Regions from separate parts of the Mus musculus genome. Here region 2 is linked to region 1. The links are chromatin contacts, called in public HiChIP or PLAC-seq maps. All regions are on one chromosome and are shown on one strand. Each heading gives the region's core, a stretch centred on a gene start, on an enhancer-like site or on the middle of the called end of the contact. The rest is flanking DNA. Distances are from core to core; before and after follow the strand shown. Region 1 has its middle 45 kb from the start of Fstl5. Region 2 has its middle 16 kb from the start of Gm23440.

Region 1 (4,836 bases), core at 1,591-4,090:
ACTAGAAAACTCACCGAGTGCTCAGAGCTTAATGAGCTATTGTGGGAACTTAAAGATAATGCTGAGAGCAATGTGACAATGAAGCCCTGAGTTGCAACATTTCAAAGGAAATCTCAAGAGCCTCTCAAAAGCTGTTTATATGATATATTTGAATTAAAAACCTGATGTTCTAACCATCATGATCTAAAGAATCCGCCATTATCATCAAGAGACCAAAACTACTGAAGCAAAATCTTTTCTTTACTGGGACAATTGATGCTGGCTAGGCTAGAGTGAAAAATTAGACATGATTAACAGGAGACCAGCATCACTGAGGTGAAATCTTGTGGGAAGGATTTCCTTCCAGTCTATGGGAAGCCAAGACTGAATCTCAAGTTGATAGATAAACTTCACGATGTATGAGAGATTCATATATGTTAATAATTTTAAAGGCATGAAGAAGACATGGAGAGCAGAACTATATTCAGCAAGAATGTGCAGAGCAGTTAGCTCTCAAATAAGAAATGCTTACCAAATATTCTCTTTCTGTGTCCAAGAACATCAGAAACAAGAAACAAACAGCCATTGTTTATCAGAACCCAAGGAAATATAGCTATTAAATAGAATTTGAGATCCTAAAAGGCATTTTGATACAGGAAATTAGGTTATCATTGAAAAACAAGGAAATGCCAAAATGGTATGAATTTACTCAGTAGCATTGGTTAGGAAGTTGTAGCATAAGACTCGTTAATATAAGATTTTATCATATGTCAAGCGAACAGAAAAACAAAATAGTATAGGAACTGTACTGTCTCCTCCCCCTTCCTTTGTATATCAAAGCCAATTAAAACCAAAACAACCCCAAAAGGCAAAATCAAGCCTTAGATAATGCTTATCAGTAACAGAACACTTGCCTGGCATACATGAGACTCTGAATTCAGTTCTCAAGCACCTTTTTAAAAAGTAGACAATATTCCTGTGAAAGCTGAATGGCCCAGAGACCTAGGGTAGAGCTAAACACAACTGGTTAAAAGGAAAATAAAACCAATAACATGATTTCTTATGACATTCTGCTATACTCACAGATCGTTGTCTAGCCTAATAGTCATAGGAGAGGCTTCCTCCAGCAATTGGTGGGAAGAGATGCAAAGACCCACAGCCAAACATTATGTGGAGCTTGGGGATCACTGCAAAAGAGGGAGAGAAAGGATTATGGAAGGTAGATGTATCAAGGACACAAGGAGAGCAAAGCCTACAGAATTAACTAAGCAGGCTCATAGAGGCTCACAGAGTCTGAAGTGGCAGTCATGGAGCCTGAATGGTTCTGTGCTAGACCCTCTGTATGTATGCCACAGTTATTGGCTGGATGTTTGGGGGAAACTCCTGGTAGTGGGTGTTTCTGACTCTTTTGACTGCCTTTGTGACCCTTGTCCTCCTGTTGGGTTGTCTCATCCAGCCTTGATATGAGTGTTTGTGCCTAGGTGGGTTGAATCTTGACATGCAATGCTCTAGTTGATGTGGGGGTGGGATTGGAAGGAGTGGAGAGAGGGGAGGCTATGGTCAGGATATAATGGAGGAAAGAAGAATAAAAAAATACACTATTCATTAAAAGCAATTCTCTCACTTATGAAAGTTAAGTACTTTTCATCTGAGCAAAAATAATACTGATGATAAGGCTGAGAGCAAACATTTATTGAGACTTTTTTTTTTCTAGTTGGGCTTTAAGTGATTTAAATGCTTGAATACAGTTTAAATAGGCTAAGCTATAAAGCAATGTCCTTGTTTATGCAATACAATTGCAGTCAGCGCTGCCTTCTTTATTTTCCCCCACTGCTTCTACAAAGTACCATGACAGAAACAACCTCAGGAAGGAAGGGTTTGCTTTGGCTCATAGGTGATGGCCCATTGTAACTGGAAAAGCATGGGGGAAGTGGTGTGAGGTGACACTGCATTCACAGCGAATGATTTCCAGGACAGCGAGAGATAAAGAGAGAAACCCTGTCTTGAAAACCTAAAAATTAAAAAGTAAAATTAAAGAAGCAAAAGTGAAGAATAGAGTTGAGACTCACCCCCAGATCTAACATAAATGTCAAGTAGATGTCTGCCTGTATTTATTTCCAAAACAAAAGGCAGGCTCAGCAGAGCAAGCCAGCTCAGGAGCCCAGCCTGATCTGTGAGCAAGGCTCTACTTAAGACATTTTGCCTCAAGGAATAAGGTGAAGAGGAGTGGACGAAGACTCTTGAAGTTGGCCTCAGGTGTTTATGTGCACCTGACAACCCTGTGCTCCCGTAGTGCAACCTTGCACACACATGTATACCATACTACATACAGAGACACATTAAAAATAGGTAATAAACTCCAGTTAAGTAGAACCATTCTAGGGTGTGGTTGCTGATGTTTTAAACCACCAGTCTCTCCTATTTTGTTACAGAGGTTTTGAGAAACTGATTCAGATGTCTTTTGCACATAGGCCATGTATTGGCATTTTGTTGGTTTGGTTCTCTCTCTCTTTTTTTATTAGGTTTTAAAGTTAGCATACAAAGTAAAGTGTTTAATTGTGGCATAGCTGTGCTTAATTAAGCATTTCCACACTACCATTTCCTGACATCTGTCTTATTTCTCACTGGTCTTCTGCTTCCTTCCACAACCCCTTCCTCTTTTATATCACAAGCATTTATTACCCATTCCTTTCCTGTTGGGGGGGAAAAGCCTTTTTAATCTAATATCTACATTAACACAACACTGTAAACGGATGATACGAATAGGCACAAAATTTAATTATAGTTCATAACCAACTTAACTAACTTTGGTTCTCTAATTAAAAGAGGAAGTAAATGACTCCCCAAGGACCCTAAAAAAATGTTAACAGTAAAATGATAAAATAGCCTTATTTGTACAAATGCACAAAGTGCACATGTCCAAGCACACAATGGTTATTTGGTCATTACAGTGATTAGACTGGACCAAATTTAGGAAAGTAGCAAATGGAGGGGAAGGTATTGCTCACTATAGATATCAAGAAGGAGAGATCAAAAGAAGAATAAGTAACATGTAAATGTTAACTCACATTTCTCTTCTAATCTAAATATAAAATGAGAAGAGAATGAAACAAAGAAGGGACCAAACTTCTACTAGCTTGTGTCCTATAGAGACGAATTGTGTTCATATTTGTCGAAACAACTTTTGGGTTTGGTAAAAGGGACTTTGGTCCAGTTTGCTATATTCACATTGAGAGAAATAAAGCTTCATTAAAGGTAAGTAGCTGCTAGCATGAGGTATCAAAGGCAGGCAGGCAGGCTTCTGTGTGCGATCACAGGAGCCCAATCATTCAGATCACTTTCTGTTATAAGTTTTTAAGTGAATTGTAATGTATGTAAAATAACTAGCAGATATTTTATGAACAAGAATAGAAAAGGATGCAAGGACACTCTTAAGATAATCAGCCAGATGTCAGAGATGGGAAGAGTGTTACAAGTCTCATTGCTGTCGTGCCCACTTGATTGGTCAGAACTCTGAAGGAGGGCCACAAATAGAGTTCACCGTAGTTCAGACACGGACGAGTCCTTCTCTCACAGGAAGAAACAACATGAATTTGAAAATATCATTAAGTTTGACGTTTTATTCTGCTGTGCCGAGTAAAAGGATCCTTAGCAGACAGAGAAAGTAAATAACTTGAAAGCAGCGGAGATGAGTGAGAAAACAGCTTGAATGGCCAAAGAGCCTCATAAAAACTGCTCGGTATGGATAGGAATTAGCCAAATTTTAAGAAAATAAACAATAATTGAAAGAAAAGGCAGAGTTGTAATGTGAGTTTGATGTTTACAACTCCTGTTGTTTTGTGTCTCAGCTAAAAGTGGGATGCATGTGGAACAGACCCATAAAAAATAATTGGCACTTTGGTGTGGGGTTGTTCTTTTCAATTGAGGAAACTATAGGAAAAAATATTAGGGAGCTTGTTTCATGCAATGATTGTGTTGGTTCATTAAACACAATGCAGAGCCAAAACGTACAACTTCTGTGATCTCACATAGGAGTCTGCCTGCTTTTGATACCTCATGCTAGCAGCTACTTACCTTTAACAAAGCTTTATTTCTCTCAATGCTAATATTAGCACACTGGACCAAAGTCCTTTTTACCAAACCTGAAAGTCAGTTTGACCAATATGAACACAATCCATCTCTATAGGACATAGGCTAGCAGAAGAAAAATTATTTTGATTAGACTAATATTTGAACACCAACTCTTTTATTAGGTGGTTGTGGGTTTCATCAATCCTCCTTATACTGTGAAAGTCAGTGTCTTCACTTATGAAACAAAGCTGATAAAATCCTGCTGTGCACCTGCCTTAACTCAAGGGAAATAGCAATTTAAAGGACAGCGTCAAATCTTGCTAATTACTATTCCTGAATGCTTGGCCATCTATCCATCATCTGTCTGGCTTTCATCAGTCTCTCCATCAATCACCTGTCATATCAAGATTATAAGATATGCCCATCCTAATAATGAATAGTTGATCTTTCTAGTGTTCAGAAATTGTTTAAAGTTTACACTTATTCACTACATTTTGTTATGTTCATTGATCATCTGACAATCTAACATATACATATTTGTGATATTATATAATACATATGTCATCTAAATATATGTTATATATGTAGTATAATATCACATGTAAATTGTATAACATAAACTCTGTAACTATATCTATCTGGTAGGATAATGAATCTACTCAAAACCAGTAAGAGTAGTTTTAAGGTCATGAAGTCAAGCAGAAGAAAGTTTCACTAAGTGTGGTGTAGCTTGAACACTATAAACAGAAGTATTTGTACTTTCATTGTGAGAACGGAGAGTTGATT
Region 2 (4,914 bases), core at 985-3,484, 2.9 Mb before region 1:
CCCCGGGGGCCGTCGCCACCGTTTCCCACCATGGCTCTGAAGAGAATCCACAAGGAATTGAATGACCTGGCTCGAGATCCCCCAGCACAGTGTTCAGCAGGTCCTGTTGGAGATGATATGTTTCATTGGCAGGCTACAATAATGGGGCCAAATGACAGCCCCTATCAGGGTGGAGTATTTTTCTTGACAATTCATTTCCCAACAGATTACCCCTTCAAACCGCCTAAGGTTGCATTTACAACAAGAATTTATCACCCAAATATTAACAGTAATGGCAGCATTTGTCTTGATATTCTACGGTCACAGTGGTCTCCAGCACTAACTATTTCAAAAGTACTTTTGTCCATCTGTTCTCTGTTGTGTGATCCCAATCCAGATGATCCTTTAGTGCCTGAGATTGCTCGGATCTACAAAACAGATAGAGAAAAGTACAACAGAATAGCTCGGGAATGGACTCAGAAGTATGCGATGTAATTAAAGAAATTATTGGATAACCTCTACAAATAAAGCTAGGGGAACTCTGAGAGAGAGAAAGTACTTTTGATTTCCATTTGACTGCTTTCTATGAGCCCACGCCTCATCTTCCCCTGTGCACATGTTTACCTGACACAGCAGTGCTGCGTGTTGTACATACTTGGAACAACAAACTAGAAATACTGTACTTCTGTACCAACATTGCCTCCTAGCAGAGAAGTGTGTGTGTGAGAAGCCAGTTCTCCGGGCATAACCTAGGTGTGAGACTAAAAGCTTTCCTTATTGACTTAACTTTGGATAATGGCAAGATGTGAGGGGTAGTAGGTACACAGTGTGTGCTTGGATGGGAGGAAAAGCTCCAGTGACCCATAGGAGATTGTCCTTAAGTGGAGTCCATCCAATCTCAAACAGTCATAAAAAGCAAGGTGAAGAACGTGAAGCTGTTTCTATATTCATTTCATCCTGAAGGACCTACAACTTAGGTGAAAGTTATGACCAAACAGATTAAACTACATGCTGTGCTTTAAGGTCTAAGGTTAACGGATCAACATTTAAATGGACTGGAGCTGTTAGTACATAAAGTGTGGTGGGCTTTGTTCCCAACACTTCACATCTCCCTGCCCTTTCAGCCTTCCTCCTTTTAGCCCCTTTCCATAATCTTTGGTTTGTATGTGGTTTCTCAGTTAATACATAGCTAATAGCTCTTATTTTTCTTATGTTTTTAACTGCTTTAGGCCTATTTCGATGTAAGGGTGGAGATGTATTTGATGGAAATCTGTGTGTATATTTAAGACCCTGTTGCTCCTCTGGAGCTTGTACGTTCACGAATGATTCATCTGTGTAATAAACTGATTACTACAGTCATTACAAAAAAAAAAAAAAAAAAAAAAAAAAAAAAGAAAGTTAAATGCCATCAGATCTTTCTGTTATCTCATGTCTGAAGCCTCTCCTGTGTCACAGGAGGAACAGGGTCAGGAGATGGGAACTGCGCGGTGCTGAGAGCTGTTGAGCATGGTGACACATGCGAGTAGGCCTGGCACGTGGGAGACTGAGGCAAGAGAGTAGGAGTTCCAGGTCAGTCTAGGCTACATGGTGAAATCTTGAATCAGAAGCAAGGCAGGGTGATGCAGTGCGGTGCGGTGCGGTGCGGTGCGGGGCAAACCCAGCAAAGCATGATGGGACAGGCCTTAGGGCATAGCTCTTTGATAGAGTATGCATGTGTGAGGCCTAACTTTCTGTCTCAGATACAGTAAAACGAGTGTCAGGACAAAATAAAACACAACCCCGTGATGTGAAGGGAATGTCACTGTGGGTTTCTCTTTCTACTCGCACGGTACCCGAGGGCATTGCTTTGTCACTATTTTATTCTTGGCACTTTCCAAGTATTAACCATCAAGTAGTGTTCCTTTTTCCTCAGTAAGTTTCGAATCGACATTGTAGCGTTTATTGTGTAGAAAAAGAATTTTATCTGTTGCTCGCTCATGTTCAAAATGCTGTTTCTTCATTGTCCTTACAGTTTTCTCGCATGTTTCCCTAGAAAGTTAAACTTAGCTTTGTTCTCCACAGTTGGGGTTTTTCTCAGCGGAAGCAGTTTACCCACAGAATGAAATCTAAGACAAAGTTCTTACTTGTTCTCTCACACACAGGCAATGTGTTTTTTTTTTTTTTTCTTCTGGTCAGCTGTTAAAATGCTTAGCCTCATAAGTAGTGGGAACTCTAATTCAGATCAATTTTATGAGACTTTTCTGGCTAGAGCAAAAGGATGTGGTCAGGAGAGGGAGAGAGGAAAGATCTGAACTCACCCTGGTTTCCTCCGGTTTGGGTTAAACTGAAAACCGACTTTTTTTTTTTTTTTTTTTTTTTTTTCTCACGATTCACTTCTTGGGTCCACAGAGGCTCTTCTCATGACATCTCTTGGGAATCTCAGCAGCGGTTCCCACGACCCAGGGTGGTGGCTGTCTTCTGCAGCGTGTCACTTTATGGTGAATATTTGGGTGTTCCTTGCTCTCATGTCTTCACTAGGGGCATGGTATACAATGCATCTATACCGCCTCTATCTCTGAGCCAGATACTCTCATTAGTATCTTAAATGGCATCCACTCCCCTTCCCTGGTGATAATATTTCAGCTTCTGCCCCCAGATGGTAGCTTGCTATCCATGTCTCTGTTGCTGTGATAAACACCATGTCCGAAAGCAACTTGGGAAGGAGTGGGCTTGTTTCACCAAACCATCGTCCAGAGAATGCAAGGCAGAGAGAGACTCAAGGGAAGAACCTGGAGGCAGGAACTGAAGCAGAGATGGGTGTACTGGCGTGATCATCTCCCTTTCTAATACAATTCACACCCACCTATCTAAGGACCACAGTGGCCTGGGCCCTCCTACATCAATTAGAAATCAAGAAAATGCCCAGAGACATTCCACAGGCCAATTAGATGGAGGAGAGCCCTCTGTTGTAATGCTCTCTTCCTTGGTGTGTCTAGGTTAGTATCACATTGATTAAAAAAATAAACAAGACATTATTTTCATTGTCTACAAAAATATCTTGAATATCTTTAAGATAATACTTAAGTCTTTTTCATGTTTGATGGCTCCAAAGAATCTAGCTTATCAAAGACTATAACTTACTGTATTAGTCATGGTTCTCTAGAGAAACAGTCCTGATGGTAGAATAAATGTATATATTAATTTGTTAGACATCTGTTAGGGCGGCTTACAGGCTAGACTCCAGTTAATCCAACTACCGCTCTCTACGAATGGAAAGTCGAAGAATTCAGTATTTGCTTAGTCCAAAAGGCTAGGTGTTTCAGTTAGTCTTCCATATATACCAGGATCTTGAAGAAATAGCTCTAATTCCAGTGATGGCATGGGCTTGACAGCTAGAACAAACAGGCCAAGAACAAAAGCTTCCTTCTTCCATGTCCTTTATATACACTGCCAGCAGAAGGTATGACCCAAATTAAGGGTGGCTCTCCCCACCTCACAGTTTTGGATTAAAGGGGTGTCTTCCTACCTCAAATAATTTAATTAAGAAAAATCCCTCACAGGTGTGCCCAGGCACTTGGTTTTCACATGTATTGTACATGTAGTCAGCTTGACAACCAAGAATGGCCATCACACTCCCCTAGCCAGGGTCCTGCTCATTAATGCAGTGATTATACTAATTTTTTATTGTTACAAACCATGCTTCCGTGCGTGTTAGCCTATTCTTGCTAGTGAATGTATCTCCAGATAAGTTATAAATAGACTTGATAGCTGACAGGGCTGTGATTTAAAATCTTGATATATATATATATTTAAAAATTAGCTGTCATAGGAATCACACTGACTTAACTGCCTCTTGTAATGTGTGAGGATGCCTGTTTTCCGTAATCTTGCTCACACAGCATAATCTCAAATTTTCCAGGCAGACAAGGCGCACATGGTTTCTCCCTCGGCCTCTAGGTTACATTCCTGAATAACGTAAAGCTTACTGTGGTCGCTGTAACAAATGGCCACACAGGAACTACTGTGGCTGTCAGTAGTTGTTGTTTTCTAGAGACAGGACTTTGCTATGAAGCTCAGGCCGTACTTGACTCAGTTTTACCTCAGAGTGACTCATTAATGCCACAGTTTTAATAATACACATATTAATACTTCCGTTTCTAGGGGTCACAGACCCGGGCACACGCCAGCTGTGGTGTTCTCAGCTTGGGGTGAACAGGTAGTGGGGTTGGGGTCGGAAGGGAGGAAGCTTCTCTTTTTGGGTTCTCTTTGTGAGGTTCAGCTATGAAGTGTCTGTTTCCTGGCTTATTTCAAGAGTTGGCAGAATCTACTTCTTTGCAGTTAGTGGTGTGACCAAAGTCACCATCTCCTTTCTGGATGTCTTAGCTTATAGAAGGTGCAACTGCTAGCTTGCAGGTGATTCGGCTGAACTCTTCCCAGGGACTCAGTAACAGGGACTTAGCAATAGTGTGTCATCATCTGTGCCACTGACAGGTGCAGGTGGCCTGGGCAGCATATAAGAGAACTGAGTGCTACCCCAGCGCTCTCTCTCTCTCTCTCTCTCTCTCTCTCTACCTTCCCCCCCAACCCCCTGCATCGTGGCTCTGTCTGCTTCTAACCCCTTTCCAGGCCCTCGTTTTCCTCCCTTCCCCAAATAGACCTCCTTATATCAGGTCTGCCTCATGCTGTGACTTTTCCGGGGGACAACTTGGCACGGGTCTCCGAGGTACCCCCTTACCCCTGCCTGTCGCCTGCCTTATATTTCATAACAGTAACCGTTTACTGACATGTGTATCATGTACCACACAGCATGCAGTGTGTGTGCTCTAAGACAACGGGAGACTCTTATCTCAGTCTGATAAACTGCAATCCTGAATGACATAGAGTGATCAACAGAACAATTATCCTTTCTTCCGTGGTTCTGGTTTAGAGCAGGGTGGGAGTAAGGCTTGGGCATGT

What was found. HiChIP or PLAC-seq counts read pairs in DNA pulled down with a chosen protein or histone mark.
Region 2: an H3K27ac HiChIP or PLAC-seq map of large pre-B cells shows a contact between it and region 1, with 22 times the contacts expected there. The contact joins two enhancer-like sites. A contact is called at or near these places in 4 of 39 promoter capture datasets (cranial neural crest, frontonasal cranial neural crest, maxillary cranial neural crest and 1 more) and 1 of 115 datasets of contacts at active chromatin or transcription factors (large pre-B cells).

The regions. Positions count from the first base shown.
Region 1 is chr3:76,027,600-76,032,435 of GRCm38.p6, reverse strand. No RefSeq gene overlaps it. Among named protein-coding and RNA genes, the nearest start is that of Fstl5, 45 kb to the left of the region's middle. Within about 2 kb of position 2,840, at least 4 of the 459 cell types and tissues checked have an H3K27ac peak or open chromatin away from gene starts, as enhancers often do.
Region 2 is chr3:78,961,916-78,966,829 of GRCm38.p6, reverse strand. It overlaps the pseudogene Gm9762. Among named protein-coding and RNA genes, the nearest start is that of Gm23440, 16 kb to the left of the region's middle. Within about 2 kb of position 2,234, at least 33 of the 459 cell types and tissues checked have an H3K27ac peak or open chromatin away from gene starts, as enhancers often do.